Regions from separate parts of the Mus musculus genome. Here region 1 is linked to region 2. The links are chromatin contacts, called in public HiChIP or PLAC-seq maps. All regions are on one chromosome and are shown on one strand. The core of a region is the stretch at or near the end of the contact, and the rest is flanking DNA. Distances in the headings are between cores, read along the strand shown.

The links. HiChIP or PLAC-seq counts read pairs in DNA pulled down with a chosen protein or histone mark.
Region 1: a contact with region 2 is called in an H3K27ac HiChIP or PLAC-seq map of extraembryonic endoderm stem cells. The contact joins two enhancer-like sites. A contact is called at or near these places in 4 of 115 datasets of contacts at active chromatin or transcription factors (bone marrow-derived macrophages, extraembryonic endoderm stem cells, pancreatic cancer cells and 1 more).

Annotation. Positions count from the first base shown.
Region 1 is chr8:10,850,280-10,857,726 of GRCm38.p6, forward strand. Gm39130 (a long non-coding RNA gene) reads left to right here. Exons shown (of 3, transcript XR_870135.2): 1 at 1-67; 2 at 3,246-3,302; 3 at 3,866-4,868. It overlaps Gm32540 (a long non-coding RNA gene), which reads right to left. Exons shown (of 3, transcript XR_870139.3): 3 at 5,441-7,447. Among named protein-coding and RNA genes, the nearest start is that of Gm39130, 3.8 kb to the left of the region's middle. Within about 2 kb of position 2,977, at least 35 of the 459 cell types and tissues checked have an H3K27ac peak or open chromatin away from gene starts, as enhancers often do. A contact at or near this core is called in extraembryonic endoderm stem cells, where this site is marked.
Region 2 is chr8:10,628,117-10,634,471 of GRCm38.p6, forward strand. Myo16 (myosin XVI) reads left to right here. Exons shown (of 35, transcript NM_001319151.1): 35 at 5,307-6,355. The coding sequence ends at 5,534. Among named protein-coding and RNA genes, the nearest start is that of Gm32330, 42 kb to the right of the region's middle. Within about 2 kb of position 1,700, at least 48 of the 459 cell types and tissues checked have an H3K27ac peak or open chromatin away from gene starts, as enhancers often do. A contact at or near this core is called in extraembryonic endoderm stem cells, where this site is marked.

The sequences.
Region 1 (7,447 bases), core at 1,727-4,226, 220 kb after region 2:
GAGGAGATGCCAGCCAAGCCTGAGTGACAAGTTCGGGGCAATGTGATACTCTACCACAAAGAAAAAGGTGGGTGGTACCAAAGAAACCAGGGAAGGTGAGATCTGTCCTCCATGTACATGCACACACAGACACACACATACACAGACACACACAGAGAGACATACACCACACAGACACACACATACAGAGACACATACACAGACACATGCACACACACGAAGGAAGGAAGGAAGGAAGGAAGGAAGGAAGGAAGGAAGGAAGGAAGGAAGGGAGGGAGGGAGGGAGGGAGGGAGGGAGGGAGGGAGGGAGGCGGCAAGCTGCAAAAACAGTGAGCCGAGATTTACTCCCATGCAGGCTTCTCCTTCAGACTTAGGATGTACTGAAGGGCTGGCTCTTCCAGAGGTCCTGAGTTCAATTCCCAGCAACCATATAGTGACTCACAACCATCTGTAATGGGGTCCAGATGCACTCTTCTGGTGTGTGTCTTAAGAAGCTACAGTGTACTCCTATAAATAAAAATAAATACATCTAAAAAAATCTTTTAAAAAAATGTACAGAACAACCCTGTGCTGAGCCAGGCTGAGGGTCACACGTGTGTGTAACTATAAATTTATCAGGATGGTCAACAAGGCCAAGTTTTGCACACACCCCACACACCCCGTGTCTCTTTCTGCTCTGTCTCACGTCCCAACACTCTGGCCTCAAGCGCTATTCTTATTTGGGCAAAAGATGATTGGATTTTTCTCCACAGATTGGAATTTTACATAATTTTGAGCAGTCATGCTGTCCAAATTTCCTCATGGGGCTCAAGTATTTGAGATTCCTGTGCCTAGTAGTTGTAATATCAGTGGCTCCTCCTCATTCATGAAGAGTGGTCCTCCCCTCTCTGCAGGGGTATGTACTGCCATACGCTTACCCACTCATTTCACTAATTTATCGGCAGAATTCTAGGTTGTTTCTGAATCTGGGATAGTAAAATGTAACCATCTCAGAACATCAGGGTGAGCGTGCTTGTATGCATGCATGTCTACCTTTCTTTTACTTGATGTCTGAAAAATAGGCCATAACTCAGCAAATGTTTTGCATGTGTTTGAAACACCGTAATGTTGAGTGAAGTTGGCTGCTTGGTGTCGGGATCGCCTAAATCTGCACCACGCTTCTGTTGTTGACATATGAGTGCTAAAATCTGCATCTATGCCTGTCTTCTGATTCTGGGATTTCTCCTTGATCAGAACCAGATCTCACAGGCATGAGCTCTCAGTACATATACCTATTGGGCTCCCACTCTCTGTTAATGGGTCAACCCTCTATCATAACGATGCCCTTATTTTTTAGCCAGCACACATTTTTCTGACTGACATGTAGAGACTTGCCAGTATCTACTCAATCCATGGTGACCACAGAACATGACTGCTATAGAGGCTTCACTGCTGGAATCACTCACCCACACAGAAGTTTAAGCGTAGACGTCCATTTGTGTCTACAGACTCGGGGTACACACACAGTGTTAGGAAGCTAATTGGCCATGGATGTAATTTTTCATGGCACTACCCCAAAAGAATTTTATGGAGGGTCCTTTATGCACTTTCGTATGTTTCTGTTTGACACTAAAGCATTATTGCAGCGTGACCATGGAATGATCTGGAAGATATGACATCCCAGGTGGGTAGCATACACCACTGCTCCTCCTTGAGTTAAAGCCATCTCAGAAGGTAAGGTGGCAACCAACTCAAGCTCCCCTCCCCCACAGGTGTGAGCCCAGCTCAAGCTGCCCCTCCGCCAGAGGTGTGAAACCAGCTCAAACTCCCCCTTTCCCCACACAGATGTGAGCTCTTAGCTGTTGCAGCCTCAAAGGCTCTAAGCTTTATCTAAGTAAGATTCTTTTTAGCCTTATAATTCTGTCTTCAAATATTATGGTGACACGTTCAAAATCTCTTCCAGCTTGCACAGATGCTCAGTTTATATCCAGATGTCCACCTTGGGGTCATGACCTCTCTCAGCATTTGCCCTCCTGATCAGCTCCCATCCTTTGCCAGTGTCACCTGTGCACGTGTTTGTGCATATACACAGACACATATACACATTGACATACCCATTTGCATACAGACACGGACAGACACACAAACACAGATACACACACATACATCCATAGACTTTCACACTAGTACACAATCATGAACAGACACACACAGAGACACAGATACACACACACACATAGACATACACACTAACACACATTCATTCACAGACACACACATACACACATATACAGCTACACACACATAGACATACATACTAACACACATCCATACACACACATAGACATACACACTTACACACATTCATACACAGACAGACAGACAGACACACACATGTACATACACACTCACACAGTGGAAGCCACCACATACAAACTCCTTCTTGGGTCCATGCTGTCTCCCTGCCTTGCTCCCTGCAACTCTCATCCTTTGGCCCATGCACTGCCCCACACCATCCCCACCTGCCACCTACTACAGCTCCTTTGGACATTGTCTGAGATACCCTTTTCCTGTATTCTATTCACTTCAAGAATATTCAGCCTTTCTCTGTAGACCTATGGGAGCCTCCTCATCCTTTCCAGAAGAAGCCAAGGTTTGGGGCCCTGTCTAGCCTTGAGACAGAGCATTTTTCCTTGTCTGAGCTCTAGGTCCTTGGGCAGAGGTGATCCTGCAGCTGTGTGTATTCCTACATGAGCTCATCTACACTGGGTGCAAGTAAAACAGGTCATATTTGATGCACCATCCTCAAGTCTTACCCATGTCAACTGACGACCATAAGTTGGTGGCCTTCTCGTTCTGGGTGCTCTGTAGCCCGGCCTTGCTGGTGCCCAGGTCTGGGTCTGCTGTGCCCAGGTACTGACCAGGTCCCCAGCACCCTGTGTCTCCCATGAGAGGTTCCTGTTACATGCACACACAGGCAGAGCGACCTTTGGCTGTGTGCTGTACACTCACAGTTATCTCTCCTTAACTCCGCTGGGAGGGGATTCTTATCTTCCCTCTTCGGAATGGTATTATTTCTGGGAAAGGTGCTGGATTCTTGGCAGCCTGTAGCTGGCCAGACCGTTGCCCTATAAATGATGTCTGTCTTTTTTGCCACACTGAAAATGCATGCCCAAGGGTGATGTGCCCTGGAATTGCAGCAGTGCCCAATACAGGGTACTGTCCCCCATGGATCACTAAGACTTGGGTCTCATCTGCCTTTGCAGAACCTTGGAGTTCCTCAATGTGGAGCAGCATAACATATCCTGTCCCAGCTGGAGAAGGTGAGGAAACCAGAAAATGTTAACAGAGATGTAAGGCATCTAAAAGCGAAGCAGTAAGAGAGTGTGTGTGTGTGTGTGTGTGTGTGTGTGTGTGTGTGTGTGTGTGTGTGTGTGTGTGCTTGTGTGCCTGCATGTTCCACTTTCTGATCCGATTGAGTTACATTTTTCAGCAAGCAAGCAAGGCAGTTCAGAAAATTCCTCCCACCGATATAAATTTTGAGTATGTTGTTTGTCTTGACTCTCACTTAGAAAAACTAAAAATTCACTTGGGGGTCTGTTACACTAACAGTGGATTTTCTGTTTCCTTTCTTCATTTGAGAACTGGGGAAAGCTATGTACTCTGAAGCTTCAAACAGTGGGCAAAGGTTTTGATGAGTTGAATTCTTTTGCTACCTCAGCCTTTGAACTACTACAAAGTCAAGAACAAGGAGGATTGGAGTGACCAGACAGCTAGCCGGCTCCTTGCTGTCAGTAAACATCTGTGTCTCCAGGGACTGTGAGGAGCACTGATCAGAGACTCCCTGCCCTAACACAAACCTAACGAGTTTATGATTTCCTTTCAGACTTTGTTCTCAACACCGACTTGTTTATTCAAGAGAACAGATTTCTGAGAATCTCACACCCAGCACGCTGGCTGTATCCGGCCCTGCCTTGAGACCCTCAAATGACATTTCTGTTGGCTCAAGACCCACACAACAGTGAGAAGTGGGCACTGACACCACCGTCTGTGACCATTTTCCCCAGGGGTGTTGCCCCACACCAAGAAGTGACCGGAGACACTGTAGGGTAAAGAGAAAGATAACACAGCCTCACGTCCCGGAGAAGTGGCTGCTTGCTCTTCCTGCCTCTTGGGCGATGGGGCCCATGGAGGTGTCCCTCTCTAGTTCTCCATAGCTCCTGCCTCTCTGCATAAGACAACAGCTTCCTGCACTTCCAAGGGGACAAAAACAAGGGGCACAGAAGAGGCCCAGTCTGCCATCCCTCTCTGCTTTACTCTGAACAATACCAAGTCAGGAAAGCCTAAGGCTAATTTTAACCTGATCGAGAGAAGAGAAAAGGGCCGACTACTGGCAGGTGACACGTGTACCTGTGTGTTCCTGCCTGATGGTGTCTCTCAACTCCTGTGGCCTTGGCTGTGCTGACTCAGTGAGGAGGGACTGCAGCTCTGCCCTGTGACCTTACAATCTACCCCAGGGTTGGAACCTGAGCTTTGGCCACGTTGAGCAACAGAAAGAAAACTGAAAAACAAAATTCTGTGACTAAGGCTTTGAGCTCTGTCCCCCCCACCCCCACCCCCGATGCAACAACCCAATGACCCAGCTGAAACTGCAGGATAAAACCAGCAGCCCTCTGTCTTACACTCTCCCTTCCCCCAATCCTGTCCTGGCGGGTTCTGGAGAGCAGAGGTCAGACTGCCAAGTAGAAGGAACTGGAAGTGGGTTTCTAATACCTTGCTACCAGTTCCTAACAAGACCCTGCTTAGTAGGGTCAGTGGTCCCCAGCTCTTGTAAAGCACACTTTTTGTTTTTTGTTTTTCGAGGCAGGGTTTCTCTGTGTAGCCCTGGCTGTCCTGAACTCATTCTGTAGACCAGGCTGGTCTCAAACTCAGAAATCCACTTGCCTCTGCCTCCCAAGTGCTGGGATTAAAGACGTGCGCCACCACCGCCCAGCTAGCATTCTCTTTTTCTGTTGAACTCTGAGCATACGTCACACACTGGTCCTGTGCCACATGTGATCACCAGGTCTCTGTTCCCTGTTCTTCTCTGGCCCCTTCTCATCTCCCTGACATTGTTCTCTTGTTCTCTGTTCTCAACTTGAGTTTTCTCAGCCCCCCCCTCCTCCTCCACCTTCTCTCCCCCCCCTCCACAATTCTTTTTTTCTTGATCTGTCCTGTGTTCTCTACATAAGTAAATTTAAGAAAAGTAAATAAAATAAGATCAAATATTGAGCCAAATTTATCTCAGTCTGAAACTGTTGTAGCATCTCCACAATGTTACCCACTAAGAAGTGACGAACAAGACTCTGCTTCCTTATGTAACGTCGCTAACAGAATTATATATAATTATGTATTAGGTGAAATTATATATAATACTATATGCAATTTTCTGCCAAAGATCTTCACTGGGGAAAAAAATAAGCCTATCCTAAAATAAACACATACACATAGAGGAGTCAAAAGAGAAGAAGGCAAGAGAAGAGGAGACGAGGGGGAAAGGCAGAAGCAGCAGAATCTATCGGCTTGGATGCACACTTCAAAGCAAATATTCTACCACTGAGTCACAGGCCCAGCCCTTGTTTTTTTGAGACAGTGTCTCACTGGCCTCCAACTCAAGATTCTCCTGCCCCAACCTGTCAGTCCTAGAATTGCAGAGTGCACCAGCATACCAGGCTAGCTCTCAGAGACTCCATATATAGGAGTCTGATAGGTGGCTCCGTGGATAAGATCTTTGGTTTTGCAAGCAAAGTCTGAGTTCAAGTCTCCAGCACTCATGTAAAACTCCAGGCATGGCTGCCTGTGCCTACAACCCCAGGATTAGGTGGGGATGAAAACAGGTGAATTCCAAGAGCTTGCTAGCCAGCCAGCATTGGCCCAGTTGTGCTTTGAGGAAACAGGGAGTCTAATCCACTCCATCTGGTAAAGATGTGAAGTCAGAGAAAGAACAGAAAGTGTCCCACATCAGTTGGGTGTGCTTGGATGAACATGTTATGTGAAGCAGGAAGCTGCCAGTGCCCTGTCTTGTCTGACTGTATTTCTCACAGTCTCCTTAAGCAGCGGCTTCATGAGCTAAGGGTGAACCAACAGGTCTGTTTATGAAAAATCTGCTCCTAGGCCCATCCAGGGGCCTCTATGGCTTTTTGCCGTCTAATAATTGGACTGCAGATACGCGAACATAGGAAATCAGGAGGCCGGCAGAGTTCCCACCTATGGAGGAATTAATGCAGACAGCAGGGTACTCGATCCGTGCTTTCTAGTAATCCCTTCAAATCTGCATTTCTTCCAGAAGGCTTTTTATTTCAAAACCCATTTTAAAAGTCAATGATCATTAAGCATGCAGAGACGTGAGTGGGTTTCCGCTCTGTATTTCATTTGACTTGCTTCCAAATTGCTGTCCCTTCATTCGAGGTTTCCGTGTGTGTGTGGGGGGGGGGGGAGCATTGGAAGTTAAATGAACCTTTCTCTGGGTCTTAGAGACCTTTCTCTGAGTCTTAGAGACACCTGAACCCAGTGGAGACCTGTTTTCCTGCCATGCGGCTTCTACAAGGCCGGAATCCCCCTGCCCCACATTCCTGAGAGAGCTAGCTACTAGATACTAGTGTTTCACAGACCCACAGCCCTACCTGGGCTCTCTGGAATCTGTAGGTATGGCATAATACTAATGTTCTTCTCTGACACCATCTGTTGTCCCTTCTCCAGGAAAAAAGTCCCTGCCTGTCTGTATACTCCTGTGGCTGTGAATGGATCAGATCACACCTGCCTCCTCCCTTTGTTCTTTCCCTTGATCCTCTAGGGTAAAGAGAACCAGTTGGCAGCTTGGCAAGGTGACTCTTTTATAAGGGCATGTCCTGAGGTAGCACACGGCCTCTTCCTGGCCAGGGTAACTGCTGGTACAGGATAGAACGTCTTGGTGCTTGGCCTCCGGAGTCGCCATTCATTACACAGTCTTTATCTTTGTGCATATCCTGGAACAATACTCTTAAATAAATACTCTCAGGGCCATTTTTTTTCTTCTGTGGGTATTTACTTTGTGTTTCCATGATCTCAATGGGACCCAGAAATGAAGGAGACGGGAGGTTTAGCAAATAAGCATTTGCCACTGTCTACGCACAAGGGGACAACTGTGAGGGACGGTGTTTTGTTTTCCAAGGGAGGCACGTCATTGATACGACACAGCCCATGTGTATGAGCACACGGCGGCTTGGAAGTTTCCATTTGACCCCGAGTGACAGATAAGCCTATATCGAGTGAGCAGAGGCAAGCTGGGCTGGAGGGCAGGAGGCCTTGGCACTGAGCAGCCTCTGCCCCCTGAGGCTTGGTCACGCCTTTTGACTGTCCGGGCTTTTAAGAGCACTATGCAATCAGGGAAGACTCCAGGATTTCATGCCTGATACTCTGAATGGTTGTGTGTTTAATGAGATTCTGTCAC
Region 2 (6,355 bases), core at 450-2,949:
TGCAACCTTCCAAAGAGGAAGATGAAGTAGGGTGACCTCTGTCTTATAGATGGGTGAATTCCACCTGGTGTGAAGCCAGCAGACCCTGAGCTGAGATGTGGCAGGGCCCGTGGCCTCCTGTGACTTCTTCTTTCCCTAAAATGAAATAAATGTTTCCCTTTCAGAAGCAAAATGATCATTTTGTTACCAGAATAAGTTTTACCTCTTAATGATAACATTTGGTTTACTTGGAAATAGCAAACGACAATCAAATAATTGATGTGTTATTGTTACCAATACATCATAAGATCACAAAAGAGGACAGACACTGGTGCAGGTGTTTCTATGACACCATGTGGTATTTGAAATGCTTCTTGTTTACACTGTACTGGACCACACCAGAGTAACATAATGGTACTGGCTTGTTATTCAGAGATACCAAAGCCCCTTTTATCACCTCTGAGACCATCTTACTTGAGTTTTGCAATCTAATAAATTTAATAGATCTAAATGAAGCAAATTAAATGTTATTAGCCCCATAGTGTTTTCCTTTTGGGACAAGCCTCTGAAAATCGTGATCTTAAAACCTCTCTGCGTCAGATATAGAATGTCTAACTTCCATTTAGACATACCTGTGCACGTGCTTATTTTTTTAATGAAGAACAATAATGCTGGTATTCTGGCGTCCCTTTTGTGCAAGTCCGGCACTTCTCCTTTTACGCCTAATAAATTTCCCTTAATCAGGGCTAATCTCTAAAATAGAATCTGAGGAATGTGCTGTGGTATTCTCCAAAGAAAGGGTTTATTCTGAGCTCAGGCTGATTATCGAAACCATCAGTCAGAGTTTCACTTATTGGGGAACCACGGAAAGCTCTTTGCTGGTTGATTCCATTCCTCTGGACGCCCTTCAGTATTGCAAGCCTTCGACACCCTCATTAAGAGGGCTTGCTAATGGTTTGTGTGCATAAGCTTCACATTTTATAATGTACTTGGGAATTTGACTATTTCTAGTAAATACAGCAAAGCTCTCAAAAGAGAGAAAAGGTTTTTTTTGTTTTTTTTTTTTTGTTGTTGTTGTTATTGTTTTTTTTTGTTTGTTTTTTTGTTTGTTTGTTTTTTGATCGGGGAGTAGTGGTTTTTTTAGTTTTGGTTTTCCAGAAAGAAAAGCAAGGTGGGGAGATCAGTCAGCAAAGCATTTACTATGAAAACAACATGAGCTGAGTTCAAGTGCCAGAACCTACCCAAAACAAAACAAAAACCCACCAACAAACAAAAAAATCTTGTACAGACAGCACCTGCTTGTAAACCCTGGTTCTGGAAAGATAGACACACTTGTATCCATGCAGCTGCCTAGCCTTCTTGGGGAAGTCCAGATCAGTGAGATACTCTGCCTTGAAAAACAAACAAGATGGTATCTGAGAAACAATGCCCAAGGTTCACACACACGCACACAGGCACACACACACAGAGGAATGCACAGGAGAAGACACCATGACTCGAGAGATTTGAGATGTTTTCTGTCAAATTCCCTGCCAAGTCTCACTGAGATCAGCAGCTTCCTAGAGACAGGCACCTCTGTGCTCAGGTCAGTGTGATGCTGACTTCAAAGCTGTGCCTTTTGGAGTTTAAATGGAGGGCCACATCTGGCATCTTTTTAGTTGTCCTAGACAATGCTGCAGAGTCCATGCTGCAGTGGAAATGTAGAGGGGTGTTTGTGTCTGTTGCAGAGAGAAGGAGGGCACAGCCAGTGGGGAGCCCAGTGCCATCTGCAGAGTGGAGGCTGGAGTTCCTTTGTCTGGGTTTCGAATTTACTCTTTGTTAGGAACAGGTCTCTGTTACAGGCTTGTCTCACCTGGCTTTCTTCAGTTAAACTGAGTGTTTGCTATGCACTTTCTCTTGTTTTAATTCCTAGCTTAAACATTGTTTCTGTTCCTTTAGTGGTTTGGCTAGCGGGTGGGACACGCATGCTTGACTCATTACATTCTAGCATATTTTATTACTTCTATCACTTTCCTGATATTTCTAGAGCTCAGGCTTTAACCTTTCCTTAATCCCTCCAGCTTGTGCAGTTACAGTTGGCAGCCTTGTGTGTTTTGTGTGAGACTTACCGTCTAGGGGACGTTCCAAGCATCTAATTGATGTTTACCTGCAGGCTTGCTAATTACAGAGTTCCTAAACCTTAAATTTTACTTTTTTTTCCCCATCTGAGATCACTCTCTCCCTATATAAAGGGAAACCTTCCTTTTGAGTCTCTGTCTATGCACGATATCTGAGGACACTTTTTGTTTGTGCACCGTCTTTACTTCACTCTGTGTTTTGAAGGCTAGCTCTGTCAGACAGAGAGCTGGATTGGCTCTCAGTAATTCCATTCATGTTTCTTTGCTCTCCCAGCCTCCAGTATTCCTATTAAGAAGTAAGTGTCTGCTCCTATCATAGGCCCTTTGGATATCAGCACATCCTTTTTTTTTTTTTCAATATTTTTTAATTAGGTATTTTCTTCATTTACATTTCAAATGCTATCCCAAAAGTCCCCCCATTAAACCCACACACACACTCCCCTACCCACCCACTCCCACTTCTTGGCCCTGGTGTTCCCCTGTACTGAGGCATATAAAGTTTGCAAGACCAAGGGGCCTCTCTTCCCAATGACATTCTTCCTTTAGTTTTGTATTCATTCTTTGAAAATTTCATACATGGATACACTGTATCTTGATCATATCCAACCCTCATTCTTGTCTTCTAGGTCCTCTGAGGATCCAGAATCTCTATCATACCTCCCTCTAACTGCATGTCCTTCTAAATGTTTGATTTGGTTTGGTTGTTTGGATGTTTGGTTGGTTGGTTAGTTGGTTGGTTGGTTTGAGCCATTTAGTCCAGTTAGTGCTGCTGAGATGCAGGGAGGAGCTGGGATCATACACTTGGGCTAGTGCAGAAACTACCAGTGTCCACACTCTTGAAGAAAAGCACCTCTGCCTACCCCATGCTGTATCCTGAATGTGGGAAAATTCAGAACACAGGAGACTGGCCTCAGTGGGATCTCACATTAGCAGAGGAGAGCAGAGGGATTTTAAAATGTACCCATGAAGAGTCACATGGATGTCACACACTTACCAGACCCTGACTGTAGCTTAAATAAGTGCCTGGACAGAAGAAGTTGGGTGATAAGCTGAACAAAGCCATAGCTAAGAACACAGACTCTGAAGCCACCTTCTCTGTGTGCTGTTGGGCAAACAAACTTTTCTGTGCCTCGGCTGCCTCATCCACAAAATAATAGCACCGACTTTGTAGAACTCATAGGAGAAGCCTGGTTCACAGAAAGTTGCCTGCACTTGCTAGCCCTCCACAGCATCTACTAGCTGGAAAATTCTATGTACTCCCCAGAGCCCTGTTTTCTTGGTTCATTTCATAGTGGATAGAAGCAGTCTGAAGAATTTTCTCATGTGCAGATCATCCTGGAAACTAGTAAAGCACTAAGGAGCCATCCCGCTTTGGAGACCCTTTCTACGGATGCCTTGAGATTGAGGTAGGGATGGACCAGTTGACCAGGAGTCCAGAGATGTCCACACTGAGGTGCGGCTGCTCTGACGACATATTCCCGTGTATAGGAAATTCTTTTTCCTAATGAGGACCCCCACGCTGTACTCTGAATTTTGCAACTTCGGTGCTTTGAACTAAAAACGTTGAAAGCGTCTTGCATGACTAAACAGCCCACTCAGGTGTGGGTTCAGACGTGGCCCAGGCCTGCTCATAAGGCTTGTCTGTCTGGGCACCATTCTCTATGGGAGAGCCACAATACATGTCCTACAGAGCTCTGCTCTCTTGGGTTTAATCAAAAGTCATGATAGGAGCCAGGCGTGGTGGCGCATGCCTTTAATCCCAGCACTTGGGAGGCAGAGGCAGGCAGATTTCTGAGTTCAAGGCCAGCCTGGTCTACAAAGTGAGTTCCAGGACAGCCAGGGCTATACAGAGAAACCCTGTCTCAAAAAACAAAACAAAACAAAACAAAATGTCATTATAGAATGGAAGTGGTGCTATTTTGGAAGCCAGGCATTTGGGACCCAGGAGACAAGAGAACCGTCTTCTAGGTTTTTCTCACTTCTCTCCTGGCACCCCCTTTCTGGTTTCTAAAATCTCCTCCTCCTCCTCCTCCTCCTCCTCCTCCTCCTCCTCCTCCTCCTCCTTCTTCTTCTTCTTCTTCTTTTTGGTTTTTCGAGACAGGGTTTCTCTGTGTAGCCCTGGTTGTCCTGGAACTCACTCTGTAGACCAGGCTGACCTCGAACTCAGAGACCCACCTGCCTCTGCCTCCCGAGTGCTGGGATTAAAGGCGTGCGCCACCACCGCCCGGCTCAGCCTCATTCTTCTTAAGAAGCATCTTCTCTTTTTAAAAAATAATGTTAGAATAGCCAGAAAATGGTGCCTGTAATAGAGTTCCAGCTGCTGGCAAAAACGAAGTGGGGGTGGGGTTACCCCTCACAAGGCAACCTTTCTCCCCATTGTGCCCAGGCTGAAATAAACTGGGCAGCCCAAGGATCAGTTTCCAGGAACTATTGGAAACGAAGTAGAAACAGCTAATATACTTCATGCCAGGTGCTGTCCAGCAAGAGCTGGGCCTGGGCCTGTGTTTGAAGGTTTACCATCTGAGAAAGTGCCCAGCACCTAGACAAATGTCTCTGCTCCATTGTCCTCACGTGGGTAGTGTGGCTAGACACCGTAGCAGGTGGCAAGTGTGTTCTCAGACACGGCTAACCTTCCCTCCAGTAAGCAGCATGTTAGTGGTTGTCTCTTATTACCTCTGTGCTTGGGAACTGTTTTGATATCAGTATGGCCCAGTTCTAGCAACTGTTCCGGGGGGTGGGGTGGGTCTGTCCTTGGGCTAAAGCGTATGACTGAAGTGGGGGCTATGTCATTCTGATATTCCTGCTGAATGTGTGTGTTAATGAATAAGCATTCCTGCCCTGGGGTAAAGCTTAAGAAGTCTTGTTTTTCTAAAGGCAAATCTATTCAGAGAGGAATTAAATGAAGAGAAAATACAAGCTGGCACAGGAGTGTTTGTAAACTCAGGAAATGTGGCAGGTTGATGCTGCTTTCTCTTGTCCTGCCGGGAGATGTGATACTTGCTAATGACCTCTTGATGATGAAGTCAACATCTGCAGGAGGTCGTTTCTTACTCCCTGGATCCATATTGTTTCCAGTGGTCCTGCAGCTGGAGGTTTGGAAGGCCACCGACTCTTTGCACCCCAGCCCTGCCCTTCCCCCTGCCATTGCTGCCATATTCCCCTGCTCAACTTAGTCACTGTAGGTACCTTGATTCTTCTGTTCCACTGCAGGTTATCCATCAGCTGAGGCTCTCTGAGAATGAAAGCGTAGCTCTGCAGGAGCTGCTGGACTGGAGGAGGAAGCTCTGTGAGGCCAGAGAAGGCTGGCAGGAAGCCCTGCAGCACCCGGAGCCCCGTGCACCTCCGCCGCCACCCTGCAAGAAGCCGACACTCCTAAAGAAGCCTGAGGGGGGCTCCTGCACCAGGCTGCCTTCCCAACTCTGGGACAGCAGTATGTGATCCAGCGTGGACTGTGGGCACCTGTCTGAGCTGTCTAGTGACTGCAGGCTGCTTCTGCAGGAGGCTGCCTTCCAATGCCTGAGGTCTCACCAGGCTTCTCCACAAAAGCACAGGACACTAACGATGACTACCCGAGACCTCCTGTGTGTGCCGGTCTGTGTGTGCTCACCAGTTCCTTCTCCATTTCTTGATAGCACACTGAATTTTAGGACCACACTGCTCCCAGATAGCCAGAGGCATGGAGGCATGTGGCTGAGTTCAGAGGTCAGAGCAGTGGGGGGGGGGGGGGGCGGGGGGGGAGGTCCTCCAGGCAGCTGTTTCTAATACACCCCACAGTGGCCACTACCCTACCAGTGGCTGTCATATGGTGCAGCACATAGGACATATGTTTCATTTCTTTGTAGTTGTCTGTCATTAGAATTACAAACCTGATGACCGTTTTACATGTTTATGACCATATTTTATAATGTTATACACCTGGTGTGTTCCCTTTCTTCAAAATACAGATTTTAAAAGACCATTTCTAGGATTTCTTTTTTAATTCTACGTACTTATTTTTAACCCAAAGCCCCTCAAGTCCTGGGGACTATGCGTTGCTCTGGCTTTAACAGTTGCCTACAGCAACGCTGGTCGAGAGGTAGAGTTTATGTGCCCTGTCCCTCCACTCTCCCCTGCACCATGCATCTCCCTTGGGTACACATGGCTTTGGCATTCATTGGTTAAGCTTCATCCCCACCCAACCCCTCAGCTTGGCGTAGACGGCAGGATGTTTATGGTTCAAAACGTATGGCTTCAAGTTCCTGGCTGGTGATACAGGACTT